Linked DNA regions of Mus musculus: region 2 is linked to region 1. A link is a contact called in public Hi-C data. All regions are on one chromosome and are shown on one strand. Each heading gives the region's core, a stretch centred on a gene start, on an enhancer-like site or on the middle of the called end of the contact. The rest is flanking DNA. Distances are from core to core; before and after follow the strand shown.

Region 1 (7,029 bases), core at 1,378-3,877:
TTATGGCAGGGAAGAGACACCATGACCAAAGCAACTTTTATAAAGAAAAAGATTTAATCAGGGTTGGCTTAGAGTTTTAGAGGTTTAGCTCATTATCATCATGGTGGGAAGCATGACAGTGTCCAGGCATATATGGTGTTTGAGAAGGAAATGAGAGTTCTCCATCTTGGTCTGCATGTTGTAGGAGACTGTGTGCCAAACTAGGCATAGCTTAAGCAGTGGAGACCTCAAACCCGCCCCCTGCCCCCACATTGACACACTTTCTTTAACAATGTCATACATATCCATACCAACAATGTCATACCTCCTAATAACCACTCCACTTGGGCTTCCCTAATGGGCCAAGCATTCAAAGACATGAGTCTATGTGGGCCACATGCATTCAAACCACCACAGCTTCCAACTCATTAATGACGTCCATAAATTCTGGAAGCTAGGCTCTGCTTATAGAATATATATGAGTGGTAGTTATCAGAATCTAAGGTCAGCCACATTCAATCAGTCACCTGTGTTCAGACCATTCAGTCTCATGTCACTTGCCATCTGAGAACAGAGGAGGATTCAGTGCTGCCTAGAATATCCCCACAGCAAGTGATTAGCTTACCCTCTCCTTGAACTCAGAGACCATCTCTTGCACCACTCCTTGACAAGCAGCAGGCTGTGGAAACAGAGTGGTGTTTTTCCAGAGATAAACAAGCCGGATGGATATTCCATGATGGAGAGTTGCCAGGTTACAGTCTGCCAGCGCCCATCCCCAAAGAACTTACAGAAAGGTTGTCTGGCTTTTCCTCACTTCACCCCAAGGCATCATATTACTCAAGAAGCAATAAATGGAGCTCTTCCTTGTTTTTGTGTATTCCCTAAGCTCCTTCATGGAGAGCTGTGAAATAGGGGTCAGCTCCTGACACAGCCTTAGGTCCCAGGCAGATGAGCCCTATTGGATCATATGCTGTTTCAGTCAGGAGTACTGAATCCAGTGTGCTAGACTCAAGAAAAAAATGGAAAAAATTGACAAGCTCCCCCCACCTTCCCCTTAAAAATTATTTGAGAACAGAAGTAACTATAGGCAAGAAGCATGAAGCCTCTGTCAAAAATCAGTGACGATGTATTTGGGCCTGCTGTTGCAGAAAGATGAGAATACAGCAAGCTGTAACAAATTCATTCTTCCAGAATGGGGTATGTACACAAAGTGCCATGCTTTCCACAGCCAGGGTGTTAAAGGGAAACCCAATGTTTAATGCAAAACAACAACAAACACAGATTAGGTCTAATCACCTAAGTAAACCAGGTCTCTGATAAGAAAACTAAGATTCTAAGTGCCTTCAAAGCACACCATAAATGGAGACAATAAACATAAATATGATTATGTTAAATCTTCTCAAAGTTACCTGTTGCCTGTAACCCTCACAATATATAAATTGCTCAGCTTCATTTGAAAACTGACCTAAAAGTTGAAAGAAGCTCTAAAGATGAACAAAATTTCCAATCAGTACATTTGTGTAGCCATTTGAGTAAACTTGATCTGGTGCTCACACAACAGTTGATGAAGAAGTGAATGGTGTGGCTGGCAGGAGTTGGCATGGGTCAGCATGTGGCTGCATGTGCCAAACTCTTATTTTGGCAGGGTGAATAAACTGTAAGTGAAGTTATCTTTTCCAACTCTTTGCAAGCCATAAGCAATTAAGATGCAAGTTTTAACATGCTGTCTGCATTTAGCCCCTAGGGAAAGTTTTGCCTTGCTTCATTTTGTTTGTTTATATATCTTCCTTAGAATCTTACCAAGAAATAGTACAATTTGCATGCATGGTAATTACTTAAATAAGAGGACTAAGTACAAGAACATATTTCCAAACGCCACGCCCAATGCTCTAGGGCTTGCGCTGCTAGCTTTTGAAAGGTTACACCTCCCTGAACAATTGAATATGGAACAAACATTAGAGTCACAATGCATGTCTCAGTAAAAAAAGGCTTAATGCCTCAGGCAATGATATTACCTATCAGTCCCTTAGTCTGTGGAGTGTATTCCGGTTACTTTTATACATTGGTATATATGGCTCTCTGTCTCTGTCTCTGTCTCTGTCTCTTTCTCTCTCTCTGTCTCTTTCTCTCTGTGTCTCTCTGTCTCTCTCTCTTTCTCTCATCTCTGTCCCTCTGTGTCTCTGTGTCTCTCTCATCTCTGTCTCTCTGTCTCTCTCTGTCTCTGTCTCTGTCTCTCTCTCTCTCTCTCTCTCTCTCTGTGTGTGTGTGTGTGTGTGTGTGTGTGTGTGTGTGTGTGTGTGTTTAGTATTTCAGGATCAGATTAGCATCTGAATTGGTGTATAAGTATACTCTAGTCCATTGAGGGAAATTATGAAATAAAAGGGTGAAGAAAGAGAGAAGTTACTCTCTATCTCTTAGTGTTGGAGCTGGTTAAGCACCTTCATCTGCTCCCTGACTGAGACACCATTGGACAACTGGTTCTTTGGTTTCACTGGGAATGAAAGCACACACCAGGTTTTCCTGGGCACCCAGCATGTAGAGAGCAGATCATGAGAGTTCTTAGCTTCCGTAGTCACCTGAGCCAATTCCATCTAGCAGAGTTACCATAAGGAACTGTGGGCACACATTCTGTGTTCTGTTTCTCTGGAGAACTCTGATACAGAACATGAACATAGGAAGTGGGATACTACTCTAACAAATATCTGGAAAATGTGTGTAAAGCCATGGAATGGGTACCTGAGTAAACACTGGACAAGCTTTTACACGTGTACTGGAGAAGAGGCTATTGAACAGGTCATAGTGAGGGCTCAGAAGAAAAGAGGAAAGCTGAGGAGAATGCTATCATGTTCTTGGAGAATACATAAATAAAATGTAGAGGTTACAGGTATGACACAGACATTAAGCCCAATTCTAATGAGGTCTCTGATGGAAACGAGAACCATGCTATTGGGAGACAGAAGAAGGGACCTTGTTACTAAGCAGCATAGAACATGACGAAATTATGTTTGTACCCTCATATTTTCTGGAAAATAATTTGAGAGTGATTAACGAGATACTTAGCCGGGTCGGTTTCCAGAGGAAAGTATTGAGGGACTTGACTGCCCCTGGCTGCTTCTAAGACATGAAGGGGTCATTAAGCCAAACAGAACCAGAACTGCACAAACTTGAGCTGTTCTCAGCATGTCCGTACTGTAAGAAGTGGGAAAAGATGTTTGGAACAGAGTACAACACTCAGGAAATATGACTCACCACTTGATAAGACAATTGGTCCAGACATGAGCTATCAACATAATCACCCACCTCAGCAGAGGCCAGGAATAAACACGGGAATTTTACCAATAGAAACTTTGCCACACCGAACTAAGGCAAACAGCACTGAATGAATGAAGTCTGAAAACATCCTATTTCACATATATAAAAAAGGTGAGTAGCAATGGGGTGGCAATCCAGAGGCCAATCAGGTAGGCCATTCTCATTCTCGCCACAGGCTAAGGGGGCAGGGCTGCTCTCTCCACATACTGTCAAAGCTATGCAAGCATACTGTGGCCCATTCCATAGTGACTCCTGCTAAAATCAGGCATGTAACTTTGTGTAACAAAAAGGAGAAAAGGAAACATAAATCTCCAAGGAGTATTAAATGTCTCTCACATAGCTGCTCGATGAGAGAAAACAAGATTAAGTTTGGAAATTGCGGGTATGTTAAAAAGACAGAAATGACTTAGGATCTTGGGATGGTCCAACCCTGGTCTCTCATATCTTCTCCTTTCTCTCAGTCCTTATTTACTAATTTCTTCCCTAAGCCACTCATTTACACAATAGACATGTACTGAGTTCCTGCCTGACACGAACTGTGCAAGTTGTCAGCATTAAAGATATGATTACAACTCAGCTCAGTCATGAAGAACTCCATAGGCTAACATGCAAATAAATGTGTGTAAATGGGCCAGTGAGATGGCTCTGCGGTTAATATCATTGACTGCTCTTTTGAAGGTCCTGAGTTCAAATCCCAGCAACCACATGGTGGCTCACAACCATCTGTAATGAGATCTGACTCACTCTTCTGGAGTGTCTGAAGACAGCTACAGTGTACTTACATATAATAATAAATAAATAAATCTTTTTTTAAAATGTAGGTAAATATTTACTAGAATAAAAATTCACTGAGAGACTAGGTAGAAGAGAAATGTGTATTTTTAAGTAATGTTTTTAGTAATTCTTTGAGAATGTCATGCAAAGTCTTTGTCCCATGATACCTGTAGTAAGAAGAGTAACTCCATGTACCCATTTCTACTACACTAGGACAATAGCTCTATTGGCCTTGATATTTGACTCCAAATGGTACTAACTTTTAAGATTTGTGTATATCTATATCAAGAAGGTAGCAAGCTAACATAATAACCAATATTAATATACATGTTTTATTTCATATGCACAGTGAAAAGAAATCCATTAGGATTCTTGGTGAATTCATGAGTTAAGTATGACAATGGCTATAGCTTTTCTTCCTCATATGAGGTAATGTTTTCCTAGGGATATTTAGCAATATTTGACTATCAATCACCTGTTATCATACCAAAAAAGCACCTGTGTTGCCACTAATCTCTCATGGTGTCATAATCACATTAGCAAGGCACTAAAGCAGCACACAGCATGAGAGAAGTGGAAAATGAAGAAATCCAACCTTACGTGGCTATTTAGCAGGACTGTCGTGGGTTGAGCCTCACTTATATTTCAAGTGAAACCACAATTAAAAATAAAAGTCCATTCGTTTAGACTGCAATCAATAGGAGCTCGAATGCATATTACTTTGAGGACAAAGGACTTTACAGAGAAAAGAGATATCATTCAATGAGGTAATAGGAATTATCTTCCAGGAAGATGTTAAGGCAGCCTATGAGAACCTGGAGTTCTCTCACACCCAGAGTGACATTTGATGTTAGTTAAACAATATCTCATGTACCCACAAGCCTTTCGTGATTCGAGAAGGAAGATGGACACACGTTGGTGTTGCTACCTGTGAAGGGCACAGGAATCACAGCTTGAGGAGATCGAGAGACTGTAAAACAAGCTCAGTAGATACATTAAACCAGTTGTCATTTTCCCCCCTTAATAGGTTATTTGTAGCTTTGTGTCTCTACTTAGATATCTTATTAGTAACTTCACTCTCGGGTTCATCTAACAGCCCTAACAGCATCTATTAGAGTGTTCTAAACCTTGTTACATAATATGAGTTTATGATATTGGCCATGTCTTTAACATGCACAATTAAAATATAAATAAAATATAGTCTTTTAATATGCTCAATCAAAATATAAAATTATTTTGTGGTGTTTAATATATCCTTATATATTTCACTATTGCTTTTAATAAACTATATTTTATCATGGTCAATTAAAGTTATGTATTGATAACAGTTACTTCTGTATCACTCTTTTGACAGAAACTCCCTGATGGGTATAAGGTTTATTTTGGTGTGTGGCTTCAAAGGAATTTCAGTCCTTCATATCTAAAAATGCATATAGGAGTTGACCTGTTGTGGCAGCTGGAAGATGAGGAATACACCTTCTGGCTGCACCCAGGTAACACTCCAGACTGAATGAGAGTCCTTGTAATTGTCCTAGAATAAAACATCTATTCAAGAGAAAGAAGTGCAGAAGGTAGTTGCTAGTGATCAGAACTTTAGAATGTGGCAGAGCCAAGAGTCTTGTATAGGCCTATGTTACGAGCTAAATGTGAAGAATGCAGATGACAAGAGGCACAAATTCCTAGGAGACTAAAATGCCTTTATTCTGTGTAGCTGCATGAAAGGAGACCTATGTAGGAGCAGTGTCCCCGGCAGGTGACTCATCCGTCCTGGCAGCCCCCGCGAGATAGGCTATCTGCTGGAGAAGAGCAGAACCTTTCAGATAGGTCACAATCACTTCGTCTCAAATAACCTCTCCCTGCTTCTAGCCGAGCTTCCAAAATGTGTGTGAGCATTTCTAGGACTGAAGCCAAAAACCCTGCTGCTAGCAGGAGATACCCAGGCAGGCCCCCACCCCAGCCTTGGGCTCCATTCACTCACCTAGGTTGAGTTGTATTTTTCAGCCAGTGTGCGTCTGGTTATCTGTATTGGATGCAGACATCCTTGCTTTCCCATGCAGATTCTTTATTAGTTGACAGATTCCTCGACCTCATTTATTTTTTGAAGCTGGGGGACTTCAGAATAAGAAAGTAGGTTGTGTCTTTCAATGTGAAAATGGTGTGTGACTTGCGATGAACAGCTTAACATTCCTCTGAAATTAATGAGTGTGCTGGTTAGTTTTTGCCAGTCTGAGACAAGCTGGTGTCATCTGGGAACAGAGAGCCTCAACTAAGAAAATGCCTCTATCAGCTCACCTAGTCGTCTTGGTTAAGGACTGGTGTTGGGGTGGGCGGTCAGCAGACTATGGAAGGTGCTATTTCTGGGTGATACTGGGTTGTATAGAGTGACCTGCAAGAGTCGTGGAGAGCAAGTCTGTGAGTGGAGTTCCTCCATGGCCTCGGCAGCAGCCCTGCTTCCAGGTTTCTGCCTCGAGTTCCTGTCCTTACTTTCCTGAGTGATGGATTTGGGACAGGAAAGTGTAAGAATGCTTTTGGTCATGATGCTTATCCCAATAGAAAACAAATTAGAACAGTGAGTGAAGCAGGGAATTGGGATCAATGCCTGCCTAGCTACATGTTATGGATAGGATTTGGAGAACTCAGAAAAGCCTCATTTTGTCATGTGCAACATTAGTGTGACTTGCAGTTCACAAAGTGATTTGGAGAACTCAATGAGATGAACTCTTTGGAAATCAAGAAGAGCAGTGAAGCTCTAGATGGGTGTGCATTCTCAATATTATCATTTTCCTTCTTGTGTGTGTGTCTACTGATTCCACTTAACTCTTACCACAATCTGCTTTGAAGAATAGTAACTAGAACATTCTTTCCTCTCTAGAGACAGAAAGCTACATAGAGCTATTTTCATCATTCATCTTCCAGAGAACAAAGGCTCGACTTCATATACTCTTCAGTCAGTGACTGTTGGAG
Region 2 (7,029 bases), core at 1,293-3,792, 60 kb after region 1:
GACAAAGTGTCAAAAATATCCCCACTCCCACTGTTAGTAGTTCCACAAGAACACCAAGCTACACAATCATAACATATATGCACAGCCAAACCCTAGGCAGAGATCAAGGAGTCTTGTAGAAGAGGGGGAGGAAGGATTGTAGGAGCCAGAGGGTTCAAGGATACTACAAGAAAATGACCCATAGAATCAACTATTACAACGTCTTATTGTTTAAAAAAAAAAGCTTCATTTGTAGTGAAGGGTATATGGGCAACAGAGCTCTAGCAAATGTGAGCAGAATCCACTCTGTATGTCTCACTAACTCTGGAGCTATGACCAGTGTCTTTGCCTTCTCTAGCTTCTGTCAAAATATATCTGCTTTGACAAGATCTCTCAACATCATAAAAACAGCTGCAAATCTCCTAACATTTTTAATATAAGAGAAATTTGGCAAAAGTGATCACTTCAGGGTCTGGAAACAAAATAGAGAGAGAGATCAGAGGGAAGTGTTTATCCATGAACAACTGATAACCAAGTAAGTGGGGTCCGTGAGCCCAGCCTGGGCTGCTCCCATCATCCTCAAGCTCCGGTATTGGTGAGCCGTCAACCACCTCTAGGTTATGGCTAGAGGAGCTCACCATGCCTACCATTTTTGTTAGGTTGTCAATAAAGATATTAAGTCTGGCAGGAAAAAATATATTGGGGATTCTCCTATGTGTTATATAGTCTGAGGATATAGCGAAAGCCAGATTGTACAGCAGAAAGACAGGCTACTCAGATACTATTCATGGAAATTCTAGAAATGAGAGAGCTAGACGGCTCAAATGAGGCCCCTCGATGGCTCTGACACGGCATACTCTCACAGGGGAGACCCACGAGAGAGCAGTAGAACATAAAACCCAGGATACATTTGAAACCTGCTTGAACTTTGAACTCGTGCCTGGGGTACAGCCAGACTTGGAGGCTGCACTGGAGATGTGTGAGCACCTCCTCAGCTCCCTCACTGGCTGACTGCCAAGCTATGCAGACCCAGGGCTACCCAGGGCTACCCACTGAAGATGGGCTGTCAAGAGGAAAGTAAGAATGAAAGCAAAGCATAACATAACATTCTCCATATCACAGGGACACCAGCCGTGCAGACAGACTCTGAGCAATTAGTCAAAACAACAGTAACAGAAACATTAGCAACAAAACAAAAAACCAAACAAACAAACAAAAAACCTGTGAGCCCTGTTGTTGAATTTAATAACATGAGGATTACCCAAGACAGAGCTGAAAGAAAAATGATTGAAAGAAGTCTCTGGGAACGCCACACCCGATCATTATGTATGCTCACAGAGCCTCAGAGAAAGACAGAAAGAAAATTGAAGGGAGTGGTGAAGAACCAAACATCACATGTGCTGATAAGTTCCAAAAAATCTCAAGAAAGCAAATACCCAGAAAACAATTCAATGAACCAGACAAACCAGCAATAAATGATGGCTGGCTTTACAGAGAGCAGTGGACTCTCCCCTAGACATGAAGCCCTCCATCCTAGAAGGTTACAGATCCAATGAAGTTCTTTGTATTCTGTAGGTTGGGCCCTCAGACATCAATTAACCAACTCTTCCTAGGCATGCCCAGGCACCAACGTTATCTAGGCAGTTCTTCAACGAATGGTCTTCTCTCAGATGATTCTAGATTGTATCAAGCCAAGCCAGGAGAGGAAGCATTTAAGGCAAAAATTAAAAGTAAAAGCAAAAGCCTTGGTTTTGGAGGTCTGTAACCTGTGCAGTAGCAAATGATACAAAAGTAACCGTCAAAACGACAAGGAAGATACCTGGCAGTGTGCTGTGGTGGGCCCCTTGCATTCCACATGGAGTAGTACTGTGTTCAAGTGAATATGGACGAGTTTGCAGAGCAATTACTGAAGGGGAAAGGAAAAGAATAAAAGCTGAAGGCAAAAGGCTTGAAACTAAGGCATTAAAATGCATATGCTGGGCAAAGGATGCATTTAAGCTGTATAAAGAGTGTCTATGGGCCTGGAGAGATGGTTAAGGACAGTTGCAAAGGATATGGGTTGGGTTCCCAGCATCCACATGGAAACTTACAACCAGCTGTCACTCTAGTTCCAGGGGACTGGATGCCCACTTCTGATTTCTGCAGTTACTAGGCATTCACACGCTACACTAACATACATGTAGGGTAATATGTAATTTTTAAACACATATTTTAAAACAATTTAATATATTATATATACTTTTAAAATATGAAAACAGAACTGCAATAAAGTAGGCTGATACTCGTACATTTCTGGTTAATATTCTCCTGTGTTAGTTGTTGTTATCAAGTTTTATATGAATAAATGGTCATTTTACTTCATAAGTACATGTAATTTTGTATATAATCAAAACACTGATAAATTAAGACTGTTTTAAAGACCCAGTGTAAAGGGACAAACATCTTAGCTATTTCACCAAAGACGACATAAAGATGCTTGACACTGTTACTCATCGGGGGTGTGCAGAGGCAAAGCTCAGACAGACACCACACAACACCCCCTAGTGTGGTTAAAATGAAAACGACAACTGTTAGTCATGATCTTACCATTCCTCTCCTCAGAGATCACCCCCAGAGAAATGAAAACACATGTCCCCAAGCACTGTGCCCAGGAATGCTCATTATGGCTTTATTCAGAGCAGCTCTAACAAAAAGCACTGTGGTGTCTCTCAGGAAAATGGACAAACAAACCATGGCATCTTTCTGCAATGCAATGTGACTCAACAAAAAGAAGAGGATCAAATGCTGAAACAAGCAAGAGCATGCGTGGATCCCTACAGATGCGTGTCAGATGGGGAGGATCGTGAGACACCAGGCAGCTGTGTGAGCATCAGTGACAGAAAAATGAGCAAAGCTAATGAGGGTGCAAGGAAGTCAAAATGAGGCTGACTTTATGCAGTGACACTGACTATGTGAGAACCATCTAGGATAGAGAAATATCTGTGTTCATATGTTATATCTTAATCAAAATGTACAGTTTACAATGTAAGATCTATACATTTTACTGCAATTTCATTTATGTAAAGAAATTTTAAATACTTCAGTAAAACACACCATAGGCACAAACTAACTCTCTCTCTCTCTCTCTCTGTCTCTCTCTCTCTCTCTGTCTCTCTCTCTCACACACACACACACACACACACACACACACACACACATCCATATGCCTTCTTTTTCAGCTCATTGGCTGTGACTGCCCTCCAAAGGTGTATAGACAGGATGATATACATTGGGTGTCATGAATTCTGCTCAGGTCCCAGCCGTGAGCAAGACTTTTAATTCCAGTTTGTGGTCATCCCCAAACTGATGAAACAAGAGGATTTCCCAAGCGAAACTGAGCAGCTGGCTTTGTGGTCAACCCATCACCAGCTGCCATGTTGACAGGTGTCTGACCCAGCCCAAGGAAGAAAAGATACCCACTATTGAGCCAATGTATTTTCTGGCCTGATCCATCATTTAATACATGACATATCACTGGGATACATAAGCATGAATTACAAATCAACAGACTGTTTATTTGAGGAAGAAGAATTACATTTAGGGGTGGCATGCTCTGAGTTAAAGAGGGGGTTTTGCTCACCAGTGTCTACTCAACTTTCCTAAAAATGGTTCCTCTCCCCCATCCGCAGCTCCCTCTCATCAGATCCAGTACTTAGGTTCCTGGGGACTTCAGAAACTAGCAACAACTGTGAAATGACACATATTTAATGACTAAAAACCATTCATCTAAAACCCAAAGCTTTTTTGAAGAATTTGAAACAACCTTTGCTGGCATGCTGAAAGGTTCAGGGGTCAGCACGGAGCATGGCAAGGACACAGTCATGGTCACAATGAAGGACACATTTGAGCAGTTTTCAGAGAACTCATAAAAGATGAGTGCCCGAAACCCCAGTATAAAGAGAGAAAGTCAACTACAGCCTTCCCTTTGTAAATCCAATCTCTATGTAAGGTATTGCTCAATCATAGCTTTGTTTTTGTTTGTTTGTTCTCTTGTTTGTTTGTTGAGTTTCTAACAGAGCCCCCTTTGGCCTGGAACTTATTATGTAGGTCAGGCTGACCTTGAGCAAACAGAGATCCTCCTGCCTCAGCCTTTCAAGTGCTGGGATTAAAGATGATTACCACCAAGCCTGTTGGGATAGCTCTTAAATGGAGGTTAAAGAACCTCAGGTTACTGGGTTAAAGAATTCTGCCTTTAAGGTAAGAATGAGTAGGAAAAATTAAGTCCAAGTTAAGAACATGAACTAAGGAGCTGGAGAGATGACTTAGTACTTAGCACATATAGCACTTGCAGAGGACCTGCATTGGGTTCCCACCACTCACACTAGTCAGCTCACAACTGCCTGTAACTCCAGCTCCAGGAGATCTCATGGCCACGTTCAGCCTCTGCAGGCACACACACTCACCGCCCCCCCCGCCCCCCCCCACCACCACCACCATCACCACCATAGCCTCACAGAGATAAACACATATACATGTTATTTTAAGAGCATGGGCTAAAAGTCTGACATATCTAAGCTCAAAGTCCACCTCTGCTCCAAAGTTGTAACCGGGCTCTGCATTTGCAGGGAGTGGTCCCATTTCCCTGTATTCATTTCTTGATCTGCAAAATGATAGAACTAGGAAATCTCACAAGGCTCATGTCAACATTCTACTTGAAGATATGCAGAAAATGCTAACAGGAAAATAATAACTTTTCAGTAAATGATCTCACGGCGTCTTGTCTCAATCCTCACAAACACCAAAGTAGTTTAGGGACACAATTTAATTAATGTACAGGTTTGATCCCAAAGACAACTTTTACGTGACTGTCCTTTTTATATCACACCTGCAGTAGGTTGTTTAGGTAAGAGAATCATTCTCTAGATATATTGTAAAAGTATCCACGCTCTAGTTTCTTTTCTTTGTTGTTGTGATAAAACACCCAGGCCAAACTTACATTCAGGGTGAAAGGAACCCAGAGGCAGGAGATGATACAAAGGGTGAGGAGAAACACAGCTTACTGGCTTCCTTCGGCTGCATTTCTTATAGAACCCTGGTCCACCTACAAGCATCACCTACAGTGGATGGAGCCCTCCAACATCAACTAGCAGTCAAGAAAATGCCCCACGGCCCAATCTCAACTGACATTCTTTTTTGTCTTTTTTTTTTCTTTTTTTCTTTTTTTTTTTTTTGGTTTTTCGAGACAGGGTCTCTCTTCCTGAGTATAACAAGTTGGCAAGTGAGACTAGCCATCAAATATTCTTTGTAACTTTTATAATTATCACTCCATGACATGGAGTATTTCTAATGCACTAAAAATCCCCTTTTGATTGCAATATCCTCCATTTGAGGGAAGTGACAAAGGCAGGTGACAGCAAATCATTCTGCTGTGTACCCCACTGAGAAACCTCTGGAAAACTTGCCTCCATGGATTGTTTGGACTCCTCGCGAGCTTATTTGGTTTTCTTTTCATCAACTATGGAGAAGAGCTGTGGCAGATGGCAAGAAACTCTTTAAAAGTCCTGACACATACCCAAGATATAAGATACAATTTGCTAAACACATGAAGCTCAAGAAAAATGAAGACTGAAGTGTGGACACTATGCCCCTCCTTAGAAGTGGGAACAAAACACCCATGGAAGGAGTTACAGAGACAAAGTCTGGAGCTGAGACGAAAGGATGGACCATGTAGAGACTGCCATATCCAGCGATCCACCCCATAATCAGCATCCAAACACTGACACCATTACATACACTAGCAAGATTTTATCGAAAGGACCCAGATGTAGCTGTCTCTTGTGAGACTATGCCGGGGCCTAGCAAACACAGAAGTGGATGCTTACAGTCAGCTAATGGATGGATCACAGGGCTCCCAATGGAGGAGCTAGAGAAAGTACCCAAGGAGCTAAAGGGATCTGCAACCCTATAGGTGGATCAACATTATGAACTAACCAGTACCCTGGAGCTCTTGACTCTAGCTGCATATGTATCAAAAGATGGCCTAGTCGGCCATCACTGGAAAGAGAGGCCCACTGGACACGCAAACTTTATATGCCCCAGTACAGGGGAACGCCAGGGCCAAAAAGGGGGAGTGGGTGGGTAGGGGAGTGGGGGTGGGTGGGTATGGGGGACTTTTGGTATAGCATTGGAAATGTAAATGAGCTAAATACCTAATAAAAAATGGAAAAAAAAAAAAGAAAAAAGAAGAAGAAGAAAAAAAAGTCCTGACACAACATGATGATTCAATTGCTTTCTAAATAGTCCAGTTGTTGATCAGGTGACCCAGGGAGCAGACTGGGGCTCTGAGGTTGCTGAAGTAGCTGTATGGAGAACAGCTTTGAGGACTGGGAAAGAGATGGGAACATGGGCAGGGCCAGAAAGATACTTCAGGGTAGTCTTGTCCGGAAGCACATGGGTCCCTCCTGGGTATGGATGCACCCTGGGAAATGGGAGTGCTCTCCAGAAAGGCAGAGCTAATGTGATCCACTGAGAGTGTCCCAGCGGGTGGCTCCATCTAAAAGTCCTGAAGGGAGGACTTCCAGGTGTCTCAGTACTGACCCCACTTTAGTCTCAGATGACTGCATAGCCACAGCTGCCTGTTTATAAACACACTGCTCATTGACATAAACAGCCTGACTGTTTCCATAAATACCAAGCTTCCCTAAAGGAACGTTTGCTTCTGATTCTGTTGTGTTTTTATTTTATTTTGTTTTTAATGATATTGTCACCTCTGAAAGATCTGAGCTTCTATTCTCTAGTTAGATCTGCATTGGTATCATTTAAAACTTACCTGAGACACAGTTCTGTATCTGAGGGAGAAAGCTCTCTATATTTAGGCAGAACCCTGATCTTCCTATGTCTGGAAAAAACCTCTCTTCATTTGAGAGAGGGCTTCCTGAAGCTGAGAACCTGAGATCTCAGCCTTAGGATTTTAAAGTAAAGCGCTGTTTGTTGATACAGCTGAGAATGATTTTGTGTGGAGGGTGTGGAATTTACTGCCACTGTGGACAGAATACGCTGGTTTCTCCACTT

The links. Hi-C and Micro-C count contacts between places; a contact is called where the count stands out from the background.
Region 2: a Hi-C map of adipose-derived mesenchymal stem cells shows a contact between it and region 1, with 1.7 times the contacts expected there. The contact joins the enhancer-like site here to the promoter of 4930412B13Rik in region 1.

What each region holds. Positions count from the first base shown.
Region 1 is chr2:117,819,301-117,826,329 of GRCm38.p6, forward strand. It overlaps 4930412B13Rik (RIKEN cDNA 4930412B13 gene), which reads left to right and starts at 2,628. Exons shown (of 6, transcript NR_040631.1): 1 at 2,628-3,402; 2 at 5,420-5,558.
Region 2 is chr2:117,879,734-117,886,762 of GRCm38.p6, forward strand. All of the region lies in intron 3 of 4930412B13Rik (RIKEN cDNA 4930412B13 gene), which reads left to right. All of the region lies in intron 8 of Gm13986 (predicted gene 13986), which reads right to left. Among named protein-coding and RNA genes, the nearest start is that of 4930412B13Rik, 61 kb to the left of the region's middle. Within about 2 kb of position 2,543, at least 38 of the 459 cell types and tissues checked have an H3K27ac peak or open chromatin away from gene starts, as enhancers often do. A contact at or near this core is called in adipose-derived mesenchymal stem cells, where this site is marked.